Regions from separate parts of the Mus musculus genome. Here all the other regions are linked to region 1. A link is a contact called in public Hi-C data. All regions are on one chromosome and are shown on one strand. The core of a region is the stretch at or near the end of the contact, and the rest is flanking DNA. Distances in the headings are between cores, read along the strand shown. Region 1 holds the start of Nrxn1 (neurexin I). Region 2 overlaps Nrxn1 (neurexin I). Region 3 overlaps Nrxn1 (neurexin I).

Evidence for each region. Hi-C and Micro-C count contacts between places; a contact is called where the count stands out from the background.
Region 2: a Hi-C map of cerebral cortex shows a contact between it and region 1, with 3 times the contacts expected there. The contact joins the enhancer-like site here to the promoter of Nrxn1 in region 1. A contact is called at or near these places in 1 of 39 promoter capture datasets (liver), 11 of 484 Hi-C or Micro-C datasets (the AML12 cell line, cerebellum, cerebral cortex and 6 more), 1 of 115 datasets of contacts at active chromatin or transcription factors (forebrain) and 2 of 9 other capture datasets (adipose tissue and pancreatic islet).
Region 3: a contact with region 1 is called in a Hi-C map of cerebellum, with 2.1 times the contacts expected there. The contact joins the enhancer-like site here to the promoter of Nrxn1 in region 1. A contact is called at or near these places in 1 of 39 promoter capture datasets (hippocampal neurons), 5 of 484 Hi-C or Micro-C datasets (brain, cerebellar granule neurons, cerebellum and 1 more), 1 of 115 datasets of contacts at active chromatin or transcription factors (bone marrow-derived dendritic cells) and 1 of 9 other capture datasets (pancreatic islet).

Annotation. Positions count from the first base shown.
Region 1 is chr17:91,091,366-91,094,065 of GRCm38.p6, reverse strand. Nrxn1 (neurexin I) reads left to right here and starts at 1,264. Exons shown (of 23, transcript NM_020252.3): 1 at 1,264-1,467.
Region 2 is chr17:90,961,805-90,964,504 of GRCm38.p6, reverse strand. All of the region lies in intron 5 of Nrxn1 (neurexin I), which reads left to right. Among named protein-coding and RNA genes, the nearest start is that of 9330159H11Rik, 82 kb to the left of the region's middle. Within about 2 kb of position 1,379, at least 12 of the 459 cell types and tissues checked have an H3K27ac peak or open chromatin away from gene starts, as enhancers often do. A contact at or near this core is called in cerebral cortex, where this site is marked.
Region 3 is chr17:90,912,268-90,914,967 of GRCm38.p6, reverse strand. The region is part of intron 5 of Nrxn1 (neurexin I); the gene reads left to right. Among named protein-coding and RNA genes, the nearest start is that of 4930480K15Rik, 52 kb to the right of the region's middle. Within about 2 kb of position 1,382, at least 5 of the 459 cell types and tissues checked have an H3K27ac peak or open chromatin away from gene starts, as enhancers often do. A contact at or near this core is called in cerebellar granule neurons and cerebellum, where this site is marked.

The DNA of each region.
Region 1 (2,700 bases), core at 15-2,514:
ATTTGCCTAGCTCTTACATTCTTGCTTTAAAGAGTCTGAAGGCAGAAAATAGTCTTACCTCAGCATTTGAGGCTGAGGCTATCAAGTCTATGATACCGAAATAAAAATATCTGGTATTTCTACTCTAAAACAAATCTGTGGTGGAAATATAACGGGGATAGAAATGTAAATGTCCAAAGGACTCAATGCGTAATTTAAAGCCACAGATTCCAGACTTCTATCCACTTTGTCTGCAAGCTCTCTTAGAGTTAACTCTTTTCTCACCAGGCACAGAAATGCCTACTGAGCATGCCTGATTACACAGTAACAGAGACTCACACCACTCTACACTTTTTTCCAGGTTTTACCGGAGGCTAAAGGAAGGAAGAGATAGGGGCGCAGGGGCGGGGGAAGAGTTTAATAGATAGAGAACTTGGTTCAGCTCAGGATGCCCTCAGCGGAGGCAGAGAATGGAAAGCTGGAGGACCCATAAACTGTCAGGAAAGCACCTTGGGAGACGCATGAGTCTGGTCTCCAGTTTGATGCAATAGCCTGGTGGGTTGCTCTTAAAGTCTTTTATCACAGTGTAGGCAGATGGCTCAGGCAGGGCTATAGCAAGGGGTGGGGCAGGAACACTGAGTATTGTAGGAAGCCAGTGCAGGTGTTGAGTCCTGCCTGCCCCTGCATTCTTCAAAGAGCCTCTAGCTTTGCAAAGATTCAGAACAGGAGATCCAGGTGCACACACACAACCAGAGCTCCTCTTAGTCACCATTCCCTCGGCTTCAGCTCCTTCCCTTTAGCTGCGGGGTCCTTTTCTGGCATCTTCTCAGGTACCCCCGCCCAATCACGGCTAAATCCCGGAGAAGTGGAATCTCCACAAGATTTTCGTGGGTCTATAACAGGGGCTTGGGCATGCTCAGTAGGCTCTCTCTCTCTCTCTCTCTCTCTCTCTCTCTCTCTCTCTCTCTCTCTCTCTCTCTCTCTCTCTCTCGGAATGGGGGGGTGGGGTGGCGAATGACTAGTTAGAAGTGCTTGTGGCAAGTCTCCGCCCTAAGATTCCCCCTGCAAGGGGAAGATGCCAAGGTAGAGACACCTTGTTCTCAGCATCTGAACTTGGAAGGGGCTGCAGCTGCCAGCTGAGGCCACCCTTTCCCCAGCCAGAGCACGGGCCGGCCGCTCTCCATGGTACTGCGGAGAGCTCAGCTCCGCCCTTCTCTTTCAGAAGGACAGCACCCGGCGTCACGTAACCCAGCCTTCTCGGGCTTCACCACCGCCTCTTCCTTCCCTTTTTCCCTCTCCTCCTCCTGCTCCCCCTGCTGCTCCTCTCTGTTCCATGTTCTTCCCTTCCTCACTCTTGGAGATAGACGCTCAAGCCTGACGCCTCGGAAAAAGGCAGCAGCAGTCGCCTTATCCTTAGACCTCAGGAAATTCGCTTTTACCGATGCATGCTTCAGGTTCTGGCTCGAGCTAAGGGGAATAACCAGGCAGGTAAAGGAGCTCAATTTGGGCGCGGGGGAGGGGGAGGGGAGATGGGGCGAGGCAAGCTGGAGAAGGATATCTTTCCCTGTTGTAACTGGGCCAGGATCTGCCACAATTACAGAGGGAAGGATGGGTGGTGGGAGGGTGGAGGAGTGGAGATTTTGGTTGTTTTGCATGTAGCCTTTCAAATGGCAAGATGAGATGGTGGAACTAGGTAGTAACTTAAAGGCTGAATGCAGTGATTTATCATCCAAAGAAAGAAAAGGGAAAGGCAGTTAGAAAACAAAACAATAAAATATATCTACATCTCTTCCTTTCTCTTCCTTCATGAGCAGACCTGACTGTGCCCACCCTTAATTTGTGCAGTAGACTTCAGGCTTCAAGAAACTGCACTGGTGTTAGAGATGGTGCTTAGAGACTGGGCGGGAAAGCCAGGGAGAATTTTGGGTGTGCATTGGTATTGAGATACTTTGCAAAAGCCACAGCCAAAAAGATAAAACTTGTATATTAAAAAAAAACATAGATTTCAGAGTCTTTATGGAGATATATATTGAAAGGTTTCTTAGTAAGGTGTGTGTGTGTGTGTGTGTGTGTGTGTGTGTGTGACTGAAGACATGGTAAAATAAAGGCAACTGCAGCTAATCAGCATACAGTATTGATCTGTCCAGTGACTTGGGAATGAATTTTGTTCTAGAAACAGTAGAAAAGATTAATGAGGCTGCCAGGCAGCTTTTGAATTAGAGCGCTTCTTGTTTTGGCTGCAGTATGGTTGTTTTTCAGATCCCTTTATTTCATCTTCTAATTTGCGAACTTACCAGGTCTTTCTGGGCACCTAGGGAGAATCCATTTTCTCCATATAGATATAGATACTGTCTCTCACACAATGAGCTTCCTCTAGGAACTGGGAGAACCAGTTGACCTCCCTTGTGATAAGAATATATATATATATATATATATATATATATATATATATATATTCTTATTAGTTTTCTCCACCTTACCTCTATCCTTTACAAAATGGTAAAGATGTGCATTAGAGGAGGAGGGCACAAGAGAGTAGGCAAAAAGGTAATGTGATATATGTAAAATTAATACAATAATAATCTCCAATAGTCATCTAGGTAGCCTGTCTTTATCCCTTCCCCCTCTCTACACATACACACACACACACACACACACACACACACACACACACACACACACACACAGTCACACACACATGTAGAGAGGGGGAGAGAAAGA
Region 2 (2,700 bases), core at 130-2,629, 130 kb after region 1:
AGGCTGGATTCATGGAAAGATATTGTGAAAATTTGGTTTTGTCTTGGAATACTTTGGTCTCTCCAACTATGTAATTGGGAGTTTTCCTAGGTATAATAGCCTAGGCTGTCATTTGTATTCTCCTAGGATCTGTATGACATCTGTCTAGGATCTACTGTATTTTGTCGTCTCTGGTTAGAAGTCTGGTGTAATTCTAATTGGCCTGCCTTTATATGTTACTTGACCTTTTTCCCCTACCGCTTTTAGTATTCTATCTTTGTTTAGTGGATTTGATATTTTGATTATTATGTGACAGTTGGAATTTCTTTTTTTATTGGAGTCTATCTGGAATTCTGTAGTCTTCATGTATGTTCATGGGCATGTCTTTCTTTAGTTTAGGGTAGTTTTCTTCTATAATTTTGTTGAAGATATTTACTGGCCCTGTAATTTGAAAATCTTCATTCTCATCTATACCTATCATCCTTACGTTTGGTCTTCTCATTGTGTCCTGAATTTCCTGGATGTTTTGAGTTAGGATCTTTTTGCATTTTGCATTTTCTTTGATTGATTTTTTCCATGTTTTCTATGGAGTCTTCTGCACCTGAGATTTTCTCTTCCATCTCTTGTGTGGTGTTGGTAAAGCTCGCATCTGTGGCTCCTGATTTCTTTCCTAGGATTTCTATCTCCAGAGTTGTTACCCTTTGTGGTTTCTTTATTGTTTCTACTTCCATTTTTAGATTCTGGATGGTTTTGTTCAATTCCTTCACCTGTTTGGTTGTGTTTTCCTATAATTCTTTAAGTGATATTTGTGTTTCCTCTTTAAGGGCTTATACCTGTTTAGCTGTGTTAGCTCCTATATTTCTTTAAGTGAGTTATTAATGTCCTTCTTAAAATCCTCTAACAGCATCATGATATATGATTTTAAATCTGAATCTTGCTTTTCTGGTGTGTTGGGGCATCAGGGCTTACAGTTGTGGGAGTACTGGATTCTGATGATGTCAAGTAGTCTTGGTTTCTGTTGGTAAGATTCTTGTGTTTGCCTTTTGCCATCTGGTAATCTCTGGTGTTAGATGTTCTTGCCGTCTCAGACTGGAGATTTTTCCTCCTGAGTCTGTAAGCCTGTGCCAGCACTCCTGGAAGACCAGCTCTCTCCTGGCAAGTCCAGTGGATAGAGTTGTGGAACAGCACCACCTCCTGGTTGCAGATGTAGGCCCCTAGGACCCTGTCCCAGCTGTTCTGCTGCTTCTGCAGTTTGTGATCTCCTGAGGAGTCTAACCTTAGAGACATACTTGAGAGAGAATGGCACTCCCACCTCAGTCCTGGGGCCAGAGCACTCCCTGGAGACAAGCTCTCCTTTGGCAAGGGAGTACACAGAGGACTGAGAATCAGCCCCACCTCCTGTCTGTAGATGTAGCTCCGTAGGGCCCTGTTCCAGGAGCTCTGTCACTTATGAGGCCTGTGCTCTCCTGTGTGGACCTGCCTGTGTCCTGGGGCCAGAGCACTCCTTGGAGCCAAGCTGCCCTCTGGCAGGGAAGTTGCACAGAGGACTGAGCATCAAGAATCTTTTCACGTGTGTGCTATATCCAAACATCCTTTCAACTTTGTCTGCTTCAGGAAAACCGTCTTTCACGTGTTTGCTTTAGTAAGATCTCATTTCAACTCTGCCCCAGCAAAACATCATTTGACACAACTAACTTTCCAAAGAGCTAAGTTTCCCCTTCATTCCTGCCCCTCTGTGACTCTACCCTCTGTAGAGTTTTCTCAGAATATGATCCCAGTGGATCCTGTACCTACTAATAATATTGTGGACCTGTCACCTAATTTCCTTTCCTACATCTGAGTATTGAGTTGTTGAAAGAAACACTAAATCAATGACATGCTGCAGATGACCCACATTTCTGGCTGGTGTGGTCTGTAATGTGACTACACATGCATGTTTTACACTAAGACATGTTTATGTAATATCCATGTATTTTTACAAGTAGAACAATCATAAGTGATTTATGATGTGATTCCTGGCTAAACAGAGCTTTGGTGTTCATGTGTTCTCAGTGGTTTAAGAATTACATGTTGAGATAGTTTTGTAAAGACAAGCAGGGTGTTGTAAATCTAACACTAGAGGAAGAGGCAAGAGTATCACATGTTTAGAGCCAACCTTGGCTCTATAGTGAACTAAGGGATAGCCTGGGCCCTCATCATCCTATCTTAAGACCCTAAAAGATATGTTTGAAATATTGGACAATTGCAGTTACTAAACTAGTGTCCTTGGTAAGTTCCAGAATGACTAAGTGACTCTGTATCTGGGTAATGATAATTATGACTTTCCCTGTAATAAAATCAAGTGAATCTTGTACTAATTTGTATTATTTTGTCAGTAAGAGAAATGTCTTATGGTAGGAGTGATTAATGATCTGCCATACTTGATGTAAAGAATTTACCACTACTTACCCTAGGTGGTATTGCTTGCTGGATTGCCAGTAGCTAAGTAATGACCTTTTAATGTAAGAAAGATCACAACTTCTATCTAAAATTGTTTTTGATATTTAAGCTTTTATTGTCAAACTACAGCATCCCAATGTCATGTTGTGCACTAGGACCTTTTCACTTGCTATTCCCTGTGCCTATTTTTTTCTCAAGATATTCTTAGTGTACACTTCCCTACTTCATTTTCATTGCTGTTCAAATGTCACCTTTTTACACAGTCTATCCACATGATCAGAA
Region 3 (2,700 bases), core at 133-2,632, 180 kb after region 1:
AGTTCATATTAGCTACCTATCAAATAATAAACCTCAAGGTCTCTGAGTATATAAAATACCTACTGCTGTACCTGTGGTTTAAGACATCACAGGATTTCTTAAAAATGGAAGTGATATGAGTATCCTGATTTGGCCAATGAGGACTTTGGCATTTCAGATCCAAAACAATGCTAGCATTTAAAGTAAGAAAATTACACTCAATGGAACTATTTCATTAAAACGTCATGTGGTGGGGTGGGGAGGCTTCAGTCTGAGAAAAATTAGATAGAAATTAAGAGAAGTCTATAAAATGTATGATACAAAATTAGTAGGTTTTTGGCAAGCAGTTGCTGTACTCTTAATTAAAAGAATATTTCTCACATTGCTATTTAAACTTGCTATAACTGGCATACTTATTAAAGAAAACTACACTGACAAGTACAGATGGGAAAACCTGTGTCTGTGACAATATCTATGAAGAACTAACTACTTTGAGCAATTTCTCACTAGTGATATGCTTAGCTATAGGAAATAGGAAACTGTTAAACTCTGTTTAGGTGTAAAGATCTTTCCTGTGAGTCCTGAGTCCTGAATCATAAAAACAATACAAATGCACCTTGCATTCTCATTTTTCTCTGGTTTTCTTTTAAAAGAAACTACATTAGGAATAGTGGCAGATTACTTATTGTGGCATTTGGCATGCAACTTTTCATATTATCTTTCCTATAATCCATATTTCACTTTAAATTTAGAAGGAAAACAGCACATAAATGAAATCCGTGGCAGAGATGCAGAAATAATTAAGTGACCTTGGCCTCTTCCACCTCAACAAATAGAGTGAGCCATTTAAGAACGCTATGTCAAAGATTCTCTCTCTGTGCAACTGTTTGATGATATTCATGTATGTGTTCATTGAAAAATTTCTCAGTGGTGTCATGCTGTGGAATTGTTTTGTTCCATGTGAGTTTAGATTCTTATCGTAACTTGTTTCTTTCCTTAATATAAATTGATTTGATGTTATTGATGAAATTAAGTTATGATTACAGTCTAAATGGTTTTGGGTTTGCTCTTGTTTTGTTTGTTTGTTTGTTTGTTTGTAGTATAAAGACATTGGTAACAACATGGCCTGGTACTAGCCATCTCAACAACCTGGCAAACATATTTTAATTGTGAGAATTATGTTTTGTATTCTATAACATTAAGGTTATCTATTCTTTTTCAAAGTCCAAGTGGTAAGATAAAAGGAATAGTTTCTGTTCTTGCTTACAGTTACTGGTTTCTTGCCTTCATTATCTAGTAGAGCAGAGCTGATGTGTTCTTAGTGCTTTGGCGTCTAGGGCTTGTTTCTGAGGCATCCCAGCTATCAGACAGTAGAGGTAGTGTGAGAAGAGCTAATTCCTTTTACACAATCAGACCCCTCTGGGGCAGTTGTCTCTTCTGGCCAACATTCCATATACTTTCCATCTCTGTATCCCGGAGGTACCATGAACTTGGCTCAGTGTCCCTCCTTCTGGCTACAACCATCTGCCTTTCCACCTGGGTCTCTTTCCACCTGGGTCTCTTGCTTTTCAGACCAGCCTTCCCTTCAGTTTTCTACAACAAAAAATAAATGTCTAAAGTGTTTTCTACTATTGTTGCCAATAATAATGAAGTTGCAATTAGTAATGTGTTAGTGTCTCCCTAATTAGAAAAATAATTTAGGTTACTATCAGAAAAATAAAACTGGATTATACCAGCATAGATGTATGTCAAAGAATTCAAAAATCTCTACAAGGACCCTAAGCCAGCCAAATGAGTCAGATGAGCATGATGTAAACACATTCGGTTTATCTCTCCATCTTTTGTGGGTTTTTTGTTTTGTTTTTGTTGTTGTTTTAGGGGGTTATTTGCATACTGATGAAGTTTCCTTTTTTGAAAATTATTTTTACTTTACATTAAGTAACAAACCAAGTTCACCTGAAAAATACCCTAAAAGTCTATTAGGGCACCCTGAGTCAGGTGTGTTTCCTGTTGTTATAAAAGACTTGGCATGAGTCTCAAGGTACAAACACGGTTATTAGTGTGTCCATCAAATGGATGCGAGCATGGAGTAATTTGGAGACAGTTCATTGCAGTGTGACATGTACTTCAGTTACAGAGATTAAGAAAAACAGAAAATAGAAAGTATACTCTCCAAACATTTAAGAAACTTGTTTACTTTTTACCTAAATGTCTCATATGACACACAAAAAAAATGAGATGATCATAGGATTTCAAGAATTTCAGGGAGAAAAAAATGACAGAGTTTAACTGAATTTTCCAGGTCAGCCTTGATTTTGTCTTTGTTATAGAATGTCCTATATCACAGCCCTGGCCCTCATTTCTTCATCTTGGCAGCTTGAGCCACCAAGAATCCTACCATGACAGCAGTCCTAGATCTCCTCTGTACAGCAGTTTCTAAAAATAAATGTCTCCTCCTGTGTTGTTCCTAAGACATAGGAGAATGGATGCCCTATCTCTCCATGTGGTCACATGTCTCTTGCTCTTGGACAGCATGCATTTCTACACTGGAGGACAATCTTCCTATTTCCCTTTAGTTTTATCAAGTGAATCAATTGGAGAGCAGTTGCTTCATTTCCTTCCACTTCTAAACCCAAGAATTTAGACAGTGAGGACAAAGTAACATCATTAAAAAAGAAGTGTCCATGCAAACAGTGATAGGCGTTTTGGGACAGGAAGCTG